2 separate regions of the Oryctolagus cuniculus genome follow, and region 1 is linked to region 2. Evidence: chromatin contacts called from public Hi-C data. All regions are on one chromosome and are shown on one strand. Each heading gives the region's core, a stretch centred on a gene start, on an enhancer-like site or on the middle of the called end of the contact. The rest is flanking DNA. Distances are from core to core; before and after follow the strand shown. Region 1 holds the start of ERRFI1 (ERBB receptor feedback inhibitor 1). Region 2 has its middle 64 kb from the start of ERRFI1.

Evidence for each region. A called contact is a pair of places that touch in the nucleus more often than the background predicts.
Region 1: a contact with region 2 is called in a Hi-C map of skin fibroblasts, with 2.5 times the contacts expected there. The contact joins the promoter of ERRFI1 here to the enhancer-like site in region 2. A contact is called at or near these places in 3 of 6 Hi-C or Micro-C datasets (ear pinna, skin fibroblasts and an unstated tissue).

Annotation. Positions count from the first base shown.
Region 1 is chr7:159,713,062-159,719,555 of mOryCun1.1, forward strand. ERRFI1 (ERBB receptor feedback inhibitor 1) reads left to right here and starts at 5,220. Exons shown (of 4, transcript XM_051856883.2): 1 at 5,220-5,376.
Region 2 is chr7:159,651,255-159,657,169 of mOryCun1.1, forward strand. No RefSeq gene overlaps it. Among named protein-coding and RNA genes, the nearest start is that of ERRFI1, 64 kb to the right of the region's middle. Within about 2 kb of position 3,342, at least 4 of the 8 cell types and tissues checked have an H3K27ac peak or open chromatin away from gene starts, as enhancers often do. A contact at or near this core is called in ear pinna, where this site is marked.

The DNA.
Region 1 (6,494 bases), core at 3,970-6,469, 64 kb after region 2:
AAAATAGTGCCAAATTATTTTATAATTAAACCAAAGAAGTATCTAAAATATTTCTTCTTTTTTTAAAAAAAGATTTATTTGGTGCTGGTGCTGTGGTGCAGTAGGTTAATCCTCCGCCTGCAGCGCTGGCATCCCATATGAGTGCTGGTTCTAGTCCCGGCTGCTCCTCTTCCAATCCAGCTCTCTGCTGTGGCCTGGGAAAGCAGAAGATGGCCCAAGTGCTTGGGCCCCTACACCCGCATGAGAGACTTGGAAGAAGCTCCTGGCTCCTGACTTCGGATCAGTGAAGCTCTGGCTATTGTGGCCATTTGGGGAGTGAACCAATGGATGGAAGACGTTTCTCTCTTGTTTTTCCCTCTCACTGTCTATAACTCTACTTCTCAAATAAAAACATAAAATCTTTAAAAAATTTATTTGAAAGGCAGAGTTAGAGAGAGAGAGAGAGAGAGAGAGAGGCCTTCCATCTGCTGGTCCCCTCCCCAAATGGCCACAATGGCTGGAGCTGTACCCATCCAAAGCCAGGAGCCAGTATCTTCCTCCAGGTTTCCCACGTTGGTACAGAGGTCCAAGAACTTGAGCCATCTTCCTCTGCTTTCCCAGGTGCACTACCACAGAGCTGGATTGGAAGTGGAGCAGCCAGGACTCAAACCAGCACCCATATGGGATGCTGGTACCATACACAGTGGCTTAACCTATACCACAGTGCTGTCCCCAAAATGTCTCTTCTTTCAACATGATTTTACTTTCCATATATGCTGCATAGGCATCTGTAGCTTGTATCTATGTAACCTTATCTCATATATAATAATGGTAATAAAGAAGTGAAATATAGCCCTAAACTCTTTTAATGAAGAGTTTACATTAATATTTTTAATTAATTAATTAATTAATTTGGTAAGGGCCTAGAGCACACCCTACTGGTCAGCTAATAGGAAATACAGCATGTACTTGGGAGAAAATGCTAACTGCTTAAAGATGAAGTCAGATTAAGACCTAAAAGAAACTTGAAAAAAATTGTCTTGCAAGCATCTAGATTACATACCTGAGCAGTGTAACTGTAGGACACTCAAATACTTCTAAGAGCTATAAATTATAGAGATGGATAGAATTAGAAGTGCAGGAACCACCAACAGCATGAGCACTGCTGAGGGAGCTAGGCAAAGGGAAAGCCATTAAAGATAAACTCAGGGCCAGCGAGGCAGTGCAGCGGGTAGGCCACCATCTGCAGTGCGGCCATCCCCCACGGATGCCCCACGTCCAGGCTGTTCCACTTCCAATCCAGCTCCCTGATGAAACGCCAGGGAAGGCAGCAGAGGACGGCCCAAGTGCTTGGGCCCTGCACCCACACTGAAGACTAGGGAGAAGCTCCAGACTTCTGGTTTTAGCCTGGCCCAGCCCTGGCCATTGCAGTCATTTGGGGAATGAACCAGCAGATGGAAGATCTCTCTGTGTCACTCTCCCTTTCTCTCTCTCTCTAAATCTTTCAAATAAATAAAAATCATCTTTCAAAAAAACAAAATGGCTAAACAACAGCCTAAAACGCACACTTAGAAAAAGTAGTTTAGCCCTGGCACTAACACTTGAAACAACAGACTAAAAAATGGAAACCAGCCCGCTCTGTTACAGGCCAAGTATACTGCACATATACACTTTCACAGGAAAATCTTGGAGAACGTAGTACCCCACTCACATAGGGGAAACACGGAACGTCGCACAGACATATTTATGTGCTGGTTTTCAAATGGCTGCCGAGGCTGAACGCGCAGCAGAACCCTCTGTTGCGAGGTGGCCTCCCTCGCGGGGGAATCCTGCGCACTTCTCAGCACGTCTGCTTTAAAGCAAGCCACAGAAGTCACTGTATGTAAAATGTACCCATGCACAGCTGTTTCTAAAACATAACACGGGACACTTAACAAGTGACCTCTAAGAAAGAAATGCAATGCTTTCATTGGTCATTTTTTTTTAATTTAAGAAGTGGGGAGACAGAAAGCACTCCCTTGTGCTGGCTCACCTACGGGACGGCTGCAGTGAGCTGGAGCGGGGAGCCCAGCCTAGGTCTCCCACGGGAGTGGCACGGCTTAGGACATCGACTGCTGCCTCACAGGTGCACATTAGCAGAAAGCTGACATCAGAAGAAATACCAAGAGACTCCTCCACAGGATTAAATATCAAAACAGAAATACATATTTGACAAGACCCCTGGACAGCAGGTTTCTGATGACACACAACTTGTGACCAGCAATGACGTCAGGAAAGCAGGGCCTGTGATTCCTCTTTTCTGAAAGACGGGGAAGTGCAAAGTGACAACTTGGGTCACCATGATGCAGATCGAACGTCCTAAATGTTACGCTTATGTTCCTAGGGTGCCCGCACCCCACACCAGAGTGCCTGGTTTGATTCCTGGCTCCTCTGCTTCCTATCCAGCTCCCTGTTAACTGCACCTGCAGCACATGATGGCCACGTACTTGGGTCCCCGCCTCCACGTGGGAGACCTGGATTGAGTGTTAGGCTCCTGGCTTTGGCCGGGCCCAGGCCCTGAAGTTGCGGTGGAAGGAAGGTCCATTACTCTGCCTTTCCATTAAATACATCTTTTTATTATTATTATTATTTTGACAGGCAGAGTGGACAGTGACAGAGAGAGACAGAGAGAAAGGTCTTCCTTTGCTGTTGGTTCACCCTCCAATGGCTGCCGCGGCCGGCGCACCGCGCTGATCCGATGGCAGGAGCCAGGTACTTATCCTGGTCTCCCCTGGGGTGCAGGGCCCAAGCACTTGGGCCATCCTCCACTGCACTCCCGGGCCACAGCAGAGAGCTGGCCTGGAAGAGGGGCAACCGGGACAGAATCCGGTGCCCCGACCGGGACTAGAACCCGGTGTGCCGGCGCCACGGCTCACTAGGCTAATCCTCCACCTTGCGGCGCCGGCCCCATTAAATACATCTTTGAAAAACCAGCTAATACACATTCTTTGGTAAACGGCCTCAAAATTAGATGGACTGCGAGAGTTTTAGAAAAGTTTGGCTTAAATTTCTTTCTTGCTGAAGACAATTTAAAACAAGTTAGGTTCAGGAAATAGAGACCATTTTCTCTAAATCTCTAGTCTGTTAATCTAATCTGTTAAAAGTTGATGATTGATCACTTGACAAAATATGCAAATATTACTTCAAGTTGCCTAGCATTTTCCTTTTAAACTCTTCCCAAAATATTCGATAATATTGGTGACATAATGTGATTACAAAATATCATTAAGCAGACTATTAGATGAAACATTTGTGGGGTGTAAGTGTCATGTAATTCCTCCACAGCTGAGAAAGTGATATAGGAATATAATTGTCAACTAAACTCAGTAAATTAGCAGCTAAAACTGGGTTTTTCCAAAAACAAATACATCACATATTTATTTCGTCAGTTTAAAATAGATCAGAAGAAAAGACTATTCAAGTACTCCTCATGTGATTTTATTTTTATAATTTACCAAAACATTAGCACATCACACAGCAAGTATCCTGTTGATCTTCTTTCTCTAAAGGGCCGTGCTGGCTGGTTGCTCTGGTGACTATCGCGGCTTTGTGAATAGGTGAATGTCAAAGCAAGCCAATAAGGCCAAAGCAAAATCACAACCGCATTGTGGTGCCTGAAATAGTGTGACTGGGGCGTCTTTCAGAAACCTGAGCCCATCTGGGCTCCCACTCAATGGAAGCTGCGCTGTGAGTGAAGTATGAGAAGGCGCTCTCTGGCAAGTCTCGGGCCCACCTTTTTTTACCCTGACAGCAGCATGTGGGTTCGCCTGGAACACCCGTGACGGCAACACGGGGAAAAACCCGCACAGATTTTCTGCAGATCGAAAAAACCTAGTTAATTTGGTAAGAAAATCAGCGGTTAGCTGGGACTACTTCCCATCCTCCTCAAATAATGCAAAATCAGCGGCGGTCAGTGGAAGTTCACAGGCAGGTGGACCAGCTAAGCTGTTAGCAGGTTAGGCGCAAAAACGACCCCGTAGCCCGTGAAGGCCAGAAGGGGCCACGGGACGAGGATGGAGTCAACGCCTCCCTTGCAACCCAGAGGAGGGGGACTACTCCAGACGCGGGTGGGAGGTGTGCTGGAGACCGCGGATTCAAAATTGGGCCTTCGAATCAATTAGAAAGAATGTAAGTAAGTGGCACTGGAGAAAAGGCAAATAGGTTTGCGGGGGTGCCGGGTTAATGGTTAACCGGATGGCGAGGCCGAACCTCACTCCCTCCGCGAAGGCACCTGCCGCGCGGCTGCGCCTCGCACCCGCACACATCGCGGCCCAGAGGGGCTCCCGGAGACCAGGGGTCAGCCGCGCCCGGCCTCCCGCAGCCGCGCCACTCGGGGAATTTGTTCTAGCTGCAGCTGGAGGGTTTCCGTCTGTTTGCTCTTTTTCTTACTTGAGTTACCCTCGGTTTGCTATCATTTGTGTTATTTATTTTACGGTTAAACTATAAGCCCGCGTTGCATCACCAGCGCCCTGAGAGACCTCCTCCCGGGCCGCCAGGGTGCCAAATGTCCAGGCCGGCCCGGGCTCCCGCGTCCCCGCGACCCTGGGCTCCAAGGGGCTCCTCCCGAGGCCGGCCAAGTGGCCCCGCGGGCCCAGCCACCCTCACAGTCCCCAAGGTCCCCCAAGGACTCGCTGTCCCCACGGTCCCGAGGCCCTCACTGTCCCCAAGGTCCCCCGAGGCCCTCACTGTCCCCGCGGCCCCGAGGCCCTCACTGTCCCCACGGCCCCTCTGCGGCCAGCACCGTCCTCGCCGTCCCATTCTGCCCCATCACTCCGTCCCGACGGCCCTGTCCCCCCACGCACCGTCCCACTGCACCCCTGCCCCGCGCCTCGTCCACTCCCGGGTTTCCTTAGGAAAAAAATCGCGCAAGTGTCCTCCGCGGGGCCGAAATCGATGGGAAATTCCGCGCGAGGCACTGCTGCCTGCAGATTTCTGAGACCTCGGTGTCACGGGGCTCTCGGGATCGGCAGCCGCCGCCCGGATCCCGCAGGGGTGAGCAGCGCGGCCCTCTCGCCCGGCTCGAGGGACAAAGCCGGCGGCTGCCCAGCGCGCGCGCGCGCGACGCCCCGGTGGGCCCCACGCAAACGCTCCAGCCGCGGCATCACCCCTTTAAGAGGACCGCCGTCCTGATTGGCTGCACGCGGTGGGCGGGGCGGCGAGCGTCGACGTCACCGCCCGCGCACACGCTATAAATGCAGGCGGCGGCCGCGGCGACGGCGGCCGAGTGCGAGGCAGAGCGCGCGAGCGGCGGCGGGCAAGGCGCCTGCGCGGTGTCCGGGCCCCTGAGCCCGAGGCGCGGAGCCAGCCGGGACGGACATGCGCGGGAGGGCGCCGAGGGGCAGTCGCCGCTCCTGCGGGGTAAGGAGCCCGGCGCGCCGCGAGGGGGCGGGGAGGGCGGTGCGCAGCCCCGGTCCCGCGGGGCCCTCGGCGCCGGGCGGCTCCCCGGAGCCAGGGTGGGGGCGTGGAGGGCGCCGCGACGCCGACTGGGGCCGGCCCGCGCCGAGGTGCGGAGGGCGGGACCCGGGACCCTCCCCGCGCGGCGCGGCCGGGGCTGGGGGCGTCCGGGGCCCGCCGCCGTCCCGGCTCGGCGGAGCGTGGACGCCGCGCGGCCCCCCGCCTCGCCGGGCCGTGCACCCGCGCGCTGGGGACACGTCCCCGCAGCCCCGCGCACCGGCCTGCGGACCGGGCTTCCGGGGCGGTGAGCCCCGGGGTCCTCCCCGGGGCCTGGGGGGTCTTGCGTGGCCCCCCGCCGCCGTGTCGGAATCGCAGCCGCGTTATCCTGCGGGACACCTTGCGCCCGGGGAGCCGAGGCTTTTTAGGGGGAGGCTGCGGTGGGCTCGGCAGCCGCTGGCCCGAGGCTGGCACCGGTCCTCGTGGGCGGTCAGCCTCGGCCCCTCCGCCCGGCCTCAGCGGCGAGGGTCGTTCCCAGATGCGCGTTTTTAATTCAACCTGAGTTCCTCCGGGCCGGTTTGCGGACAGTAGGAGTGGGCTGCAGGCTGGTTGGGAATTTGGTGTATTTATATGTGTATCGTATCCTGGTGCAAATTAGATGACTCCTTAACCATGATTGGTGCTGTATTGGTGCTGGCTCCGTCTTTATTGGGATTTCATCATTGCTTGAAAGAAACCAGCCTCTTAGCCGATAAAAACGTGAATCGATTGTTAGTCATAAACTTAAGTGCAGGCAGAAGAGCGCCCGTGGCTTTCAAAGCGATGTGTTGGTGATTGAGGTCCACCTGCAGCACAGGTAGGGCAGGACTGGTTTCCAGGCAACTGTCCGGGGTGAAGAAAGGTGAGGTTTAAATGTGTTTTTTTTTTCTTCTTCTTCTTCAAGAGAACGGGTGTTTGCAAAGTTGTAAGCTTTTGCAAAGCTGTGAGGCTGCCGTGGGCGGATAGTGTCCGGGAGCCTGAGTTCCCAGAGCCTGGCCTTGCTTTTGGAAAGCGCATTTTTATTTTCATTGCATTTCTGTAAGTAC
Region 2 (5,915 bases), core at 2,092-4,591:
TTGAGAAGTTATGAGTGGGCATCACGTTTTTCCAACATGTCCTCCTTTTTGGGGGGATGGGGTGCAGAGAAGGGTTAATGCCGCGAAGCTGAGACGGGTGTCATCGGCCAGGTTGGCCTTGGTTTGTGTCTGGGGACTTAGACTTCAGGAGGGTCCCCACGATTCCCAGGGCTGGTAAGTAAGAGGGGCTCACAGTGCCTGAACTGTTTGTGCAAGCAACGCGGTTTATGCTAAACACCTGCTTCTCTCCTGGGAGTCTGGAATTCTGGTGTGTGCTCGGCGGCCAGCCCCAGTGGAAACCCTGGCCCTGAGCCTCTGCCAGCCTCCCTGGAGCATGGCGTTGCACACACGTGGCCACAGCACATTCTTGGGGGCCTGAGCCCAGAGGGAGGAGTTCTGGAAGCTTCCAGCTTACACCTGGTCTCCTCCAGTCTTCGCCCGCCCCCTCTCGCCCTGTGTCTTTTCCCCTATTGATTCTGCTTTATCTTCTGTCAGTGTCATAAATCTTAGCAGTTAAGTGTGACGAAGCCGAGCCCCGCCAGTCCCCTCTAGACTTGAACCTGGCGGTGGTCTTGGGGACACCAACACAGATCTCACATGATTTCCCCCTGTAGACTCTGAGTCACGTTAATCGAAAATTAAATTAAACCATTCCTGAATTCCTGGGATAAACTCAACCTGGCATCATCCTCCCTAGCGACGGCTGGGTTTGATTTGCTGTTATGTTGGTACGGATCTTGTAGCTGAGATATTGGTCTATACTTTTTTTCACTATAGTGGTTTGTCTGGTTTGGATATCCGGGTAAGAGGGGCCCTCACAAAATGTGTTGGCCAGTGTTGCTTCTCCTTCCAGTGTCTGAAAATTTGGGAAAGTCTGGTATCGTTTCTTCCTTGAATGCTGGGTGCAGTTCTGTCTTAGTCTGCTGGGGCTGCTGCTCCCAAACGCCACCGCAGGGGTCATTTACGATGAACGGAAATGTAACCACAGGCCTATGAGGCCAAGAGTGAGGGGCTGGCTCCTGGGAAGGGCCCCCCAGCAGCACCGTCACAGGGCACAAGGCGCCGCAGGATGGCAGGGCAGAGAGAGGGTGAGAGAGCGAGCCCCTCCCCCAGTGAGGGGGCCACACCCATGGCAATGGTGCCCTAAACCCCTCTTGGCCACCTCATCCCCCAGACTCTCCAAATGGCAGCTTCATTGGGGTCTCCTATGTGGGTGGCAGGGGCCCAACTATTTGGGCCATTTTCTGCTGCCTTCCCAGGCACATTTGCAGGGAGCTGGATCAGAAGTGGAGCAGCTGGGACTTGAACCAGCACTCACATAGGATGCTGGCATCCCAGGCAGCATCTTAACCCACTGAGCCCCAATACTAATGACTTTTTTAAAAGATTTATTTATTTATTTGAAAGTCAGAGTTACACAGAGAGAGAAGGAGAGGCGGGGGGAGAAGGGGAGAGAGAGAGAGAGAGAGAGAGAGAAGTCTTCCCACTGATGGTTTACTCCCCAGGTGTCCACAACGGCTGGATCTGTGCCGATCCGATGGCAGGAGCCAGGTACTTCTCCTGGTCTCCCATGTGGGTGCAGGGCCCAAGCACTTGGGCCATCCTCCACTGCCTTCCCAGGCCACAGCAGAGAGCTGGATCAGAAGTGGAGCAGATGGGACTCAAACCGGTGCCCATATGGGATGCCAGCACTGCAGGTGGTGGCTTTATCCACTATGCCACAGGGCTGGCCCCAGTGACTTTTAACAACCATTAATATTTTTTTTGACAGGCAGAGTGGACAGTGAGAGAGACAGAGACAGAGAGAAAGGTCTTCCTTTGCCGTTGGTTCACCCTTCAATGGCCGCCGCGGCCGGCGCGCTGCGGCTGGTGCACTGCACTGATCTGATGGCAGGAGCCAGGAGCCAGGAGCCAGGTGCTTTTCCTGGTCTCCCATGGGGTGCAGGGCCCAAGCACCTGGGCCATCCTCCACTGCACTCCCTGGCCACAGCAGAGATCTGGCCTGGAAGAGGGGCAACCGGGACAGAATCCGGCGCCCCAACCGGGACTAGAACCCCGTGTGCCGGCGCCGCTAGGCGGAGGATTAGCCTAGTGAGCCGCGGCGCCAGCCCAACAACCATTAATTTTAAGTTAAACTCCCGAATCGTAACTCAAGGTTAGGTCATGAAGTTGGAAACTAAAAAAGCAATCTCTGAAGAGCCAGAACGCAGAGTGCTTGCAGAGCAGGGACGCTTTCCCGAGGGAGGCCAGCGTGGCGAGCGTCTGTCCTGCTGCGCCTGCCAGCATCCACAGCACGTCCAGAGCCCGGAGTGAGCCCTGCTGGGAACCCTGGACGCTGGGTGACGTGATGTGTCCCGGAAGTTCATGGACTCTGACACAGGTGCCACGGTGGTGTGCGATATTGACAGTGGGGGAGGTGCAGGGGATAGCCAGGAACCGTCTGGACTTTCCAGGCAGCTTGCCACGAGCCTAAAACCGCTCTTAACAACTGAAGTCTATTTTAAGAGGCAGCAGTGGTGCCGGCGCTGTGGGGCAGCGGGTTAACATCCTGGCCTGAAGCACTGGCATCCTATATGGGCGCTGGTTCGAGACCCAGCTGCTCCACTTTCGATCCAGCTCTCTGCTATGGCCTGGGGAAGCAGCAGCAGATGGCCCAAGTCCTTGAGCCCCTGCACCTGTGTGGGAGACCCGGAAGAAACTCCTGGCCCCTGGCTTTGGATCAGCGCAGCTCCAGCCGTTGCAGCCAACTGGGGAGTGAACCATCGGATGGAAGACTTCTCTTTCTCTCTCTCTCTCTCTCTCTCTCTCTCTTCCTCTCCTCTCTCTAACTCTTTCAAATAAATAAATAAACCTTTAAAAAAACATAGAGACAGCAGTAACATCCCACGACGCTCAGGACACTAGATTAACGTTTAAACATGAAAAATTGAACGCTCACAGTTTCCTAGGTGACTTCTAAAAAAAAAAAAATCCCCCTTGACTTTAATAAGCTTTTCCAGGAACAGTAAAATAAATCACTTACAGGAAGCCTGCGTTCACTTAGAAATGAAGCCGTTTGAGGCTGATTCAAGTCCCCGGGATATGAGTCAGTTATTAAATTAATGTGATCTGAAGGGAAAATGACCCCTCTTCCGACCAGCTCGCAAGCCCTGTGGAGACTGTCAAGGCTGGCGTTACGAGGGCCACCCAGCTGCCGCTCCTCTGAGTTCAGAGGGAGCCTGGTAAATAATATCAGAACTGAGTCATTTATGGTTGAATGACACAGAATGAAAAATGCATGCCTCTCAGGCAGTTCCTGTTGCCTAATATGGACTGAGACGCAGACGCTTTAACCAAAGAGCCCCACCTGGGACCCGGATGACCCTTTCCCTACAAGGATGCTGATCTAATTTCCTGATCACACAAAGGCATCCAGAAATCCTGGCCACGATCCCTGAGGACCTCGAAAGAGGCCCATCTTCTCCCGTGCTCCCAGACCGTGTGGGCCCGAGGCTGCCGGGTGCGCTCCGTGGAGTGCTCAGGGCACTGTGTCTTCCGTTTGACACAATCCCCGGGGAAGGTCATGGTGCCCAGCACTCCCACAGGTGGCTGGAGTTTATTGTATGGGCAGCAGAAACAAGGGAACTGGAAACACACGCCTCCTGTTAGAGCGGCGCTGGAATTTTTATAAAAAAGGTTTTTTTTTCCCCAAAACCACCATCCATTCTGCTGTGAATTATACGCCCAGGAGAGCGCTGCCTCGAAAAATTTCTGTCACCAGGTCCCAGGCCTTCCTCCCTGGCAGCAGGAGTGACATGGACGGACAATGTGCTCAAGAGTTTCGAGGACAGAGAAGTGAATTAACAGGCAGGGGGCCCTGTTGAAAGGAAGTCACATGACTCATCAAATGCCTTCAAATTGCAAAACCGACTGTGAATCACTGCAGCAAAGCTCCCGTCACCAGATCTGCGTTGTCTTGTGCCCCCTTGCTACCCGCTAACATATGCTTCTTCGGCAGCCAACAAGAACATTCGGCTGTGTGTGTCAGTTTGTTAGAAACATTTGTTGAAAAGCCAGCGTTGGCTCTACAGTGCTTTCCAATGAATCATAAGAGTCTACATGATAAAAGGAATTCTGCTTGGAGAATTGTCTTGGACGCAGGCCTCGGTGTGGTACAAGGCTGTGTTTTTCTGAACCCTTGAAAGAGGAGCCGGTGGGGGCATCGCCTGGGGACAGGCGAGGTGGTCGTGACGGGGAGGGCGCAGCCGTCCGAAGGGGAGGGCTGCACAGCAGTTGAGTATCTAAAAACCATTCGCAGTAAGTGGGATTCTCTAGGGACCAGACTGCGTGCTGTGTTGCTGGAGAATCTACCTCCCGCTGTTGAAGAACGGGAGACTGATCCAAGAAGGCTCCCAAGCCTGGACGACTTCCATCCCGAGCCTCGGCGTGACTGTAGGCGTCCGTCCAGGGCTAGCCACGGGGAACAGAGGGCCGGGAGTGAGATGGCGAGGGCAGATAAACACAGTATGGAAGTGTTGAGAATATTTTGTTTATTTAAGGGCAAGTTTTACTATCAGTCCTTGGGATATTGAAGCACACGTAAACAATAAACATCAATCTAGCCCACATAAACTTCGTGGGTGTAGCCGTGTGACCTGAAATCTCCCAGGATCTGCTCGCTGGCCTCGCACCGCCTTGCCGAACGTTCAACCTGTAAAAGGGAAACTGCAGGCGAGAGCGATTCTGAAAGCAACGGCCCCCTGGAATGAAACTCAGAGGATCTCAACTGCCTTCTCCTTCCCAAGGGTGCAGGGAGGTTTTCCCACAGGCCTAGACGCGAGTCTGTGCCAGGTGTTTACTCCTCACGGGGCAACCTTGGGGGAGTAGCAGAGCCGAGAATTTATAACCTAAAGGCGTCGGTGCAGTGAGCCACGCCATGGTCTCCCCGCCTTCTGCACGCCAGCCTGCCCCCGGCGGAACGTGCTAGCCGTGCTGGCCACAGGGTAAGCTCGCAGCCTCTTCTGCGAGCCACTGGCCTCGGAGCTCCAAGCAGGATGTCACGCTCATGTTTGCTTTACTTCCCTCCTCCGGCCAGGCCTTTAAACCAACTTAGCTTACGAAGCCAGAATCCCCACGACCCGTTTTGGCCTCTGGTTGAAGTTCAATGTGTCAGACACGGGCTGCCCTGGGGCACTCTGCCCTTCTCACCTGGGGCAATGACGCGGGGCTCTCACCCGGGGTTTCTCGGTGAGACAGGCAAAACTGGCAACTATCTGGGGACAGGTGTGTCTCCCGTGGGTCCTAGGTGGCACTTTTGGATTCCTTTCCCCTCCCCCCAAAAAATCATTAAAGCTTTGCCAAGGTTTAAAAAGTGAAGTGGGTGAAGTGACTTCATGTTTGAATGTGAGAGGCAGGTCGCCGGGTGGAGTTACTATGAGCAGAGGTGAGTCAGAGTCCTGAGCTCTGAATGTAATTACAGCTCATCCAGAAATGAGCACGTGGACGCCCGACCTTTACTCTCCACCGAAGCTGCCGTGTGCTGGCTTCCATGCGGACGGGGTGGCCGGTGGAACGAAATCCGGGGGGCAGGAGCCAGGCTCCTGCTCACGTTCTTGGCGATGTGATGGCTCTAACCGGACGTGGCCTTGGAAAACACTGGTCTCCCATCTATCAGGGGAACCACGGACGGCAGGGCCCAGCCGGTCTCCACCACCTCCGGTGCAAGAGCTGATGAGGACGGTCCAGGCTCTGGTCGTGTCTCTGCGCTTCCCTGTTCTGGCCCTGCACCAGCTCAGCCCTTTATAGAACCCCTGGGCTCTTCCCTCTCGCGACCCCCTGCTATCTGCATTGCCTTTCGTGGCCCGTGCATTCGTTCCATTAAAACGCCACGTGCACCTGCACCTCCTGTTCTGCTCGCACGCACCCTAGCTCTCCAC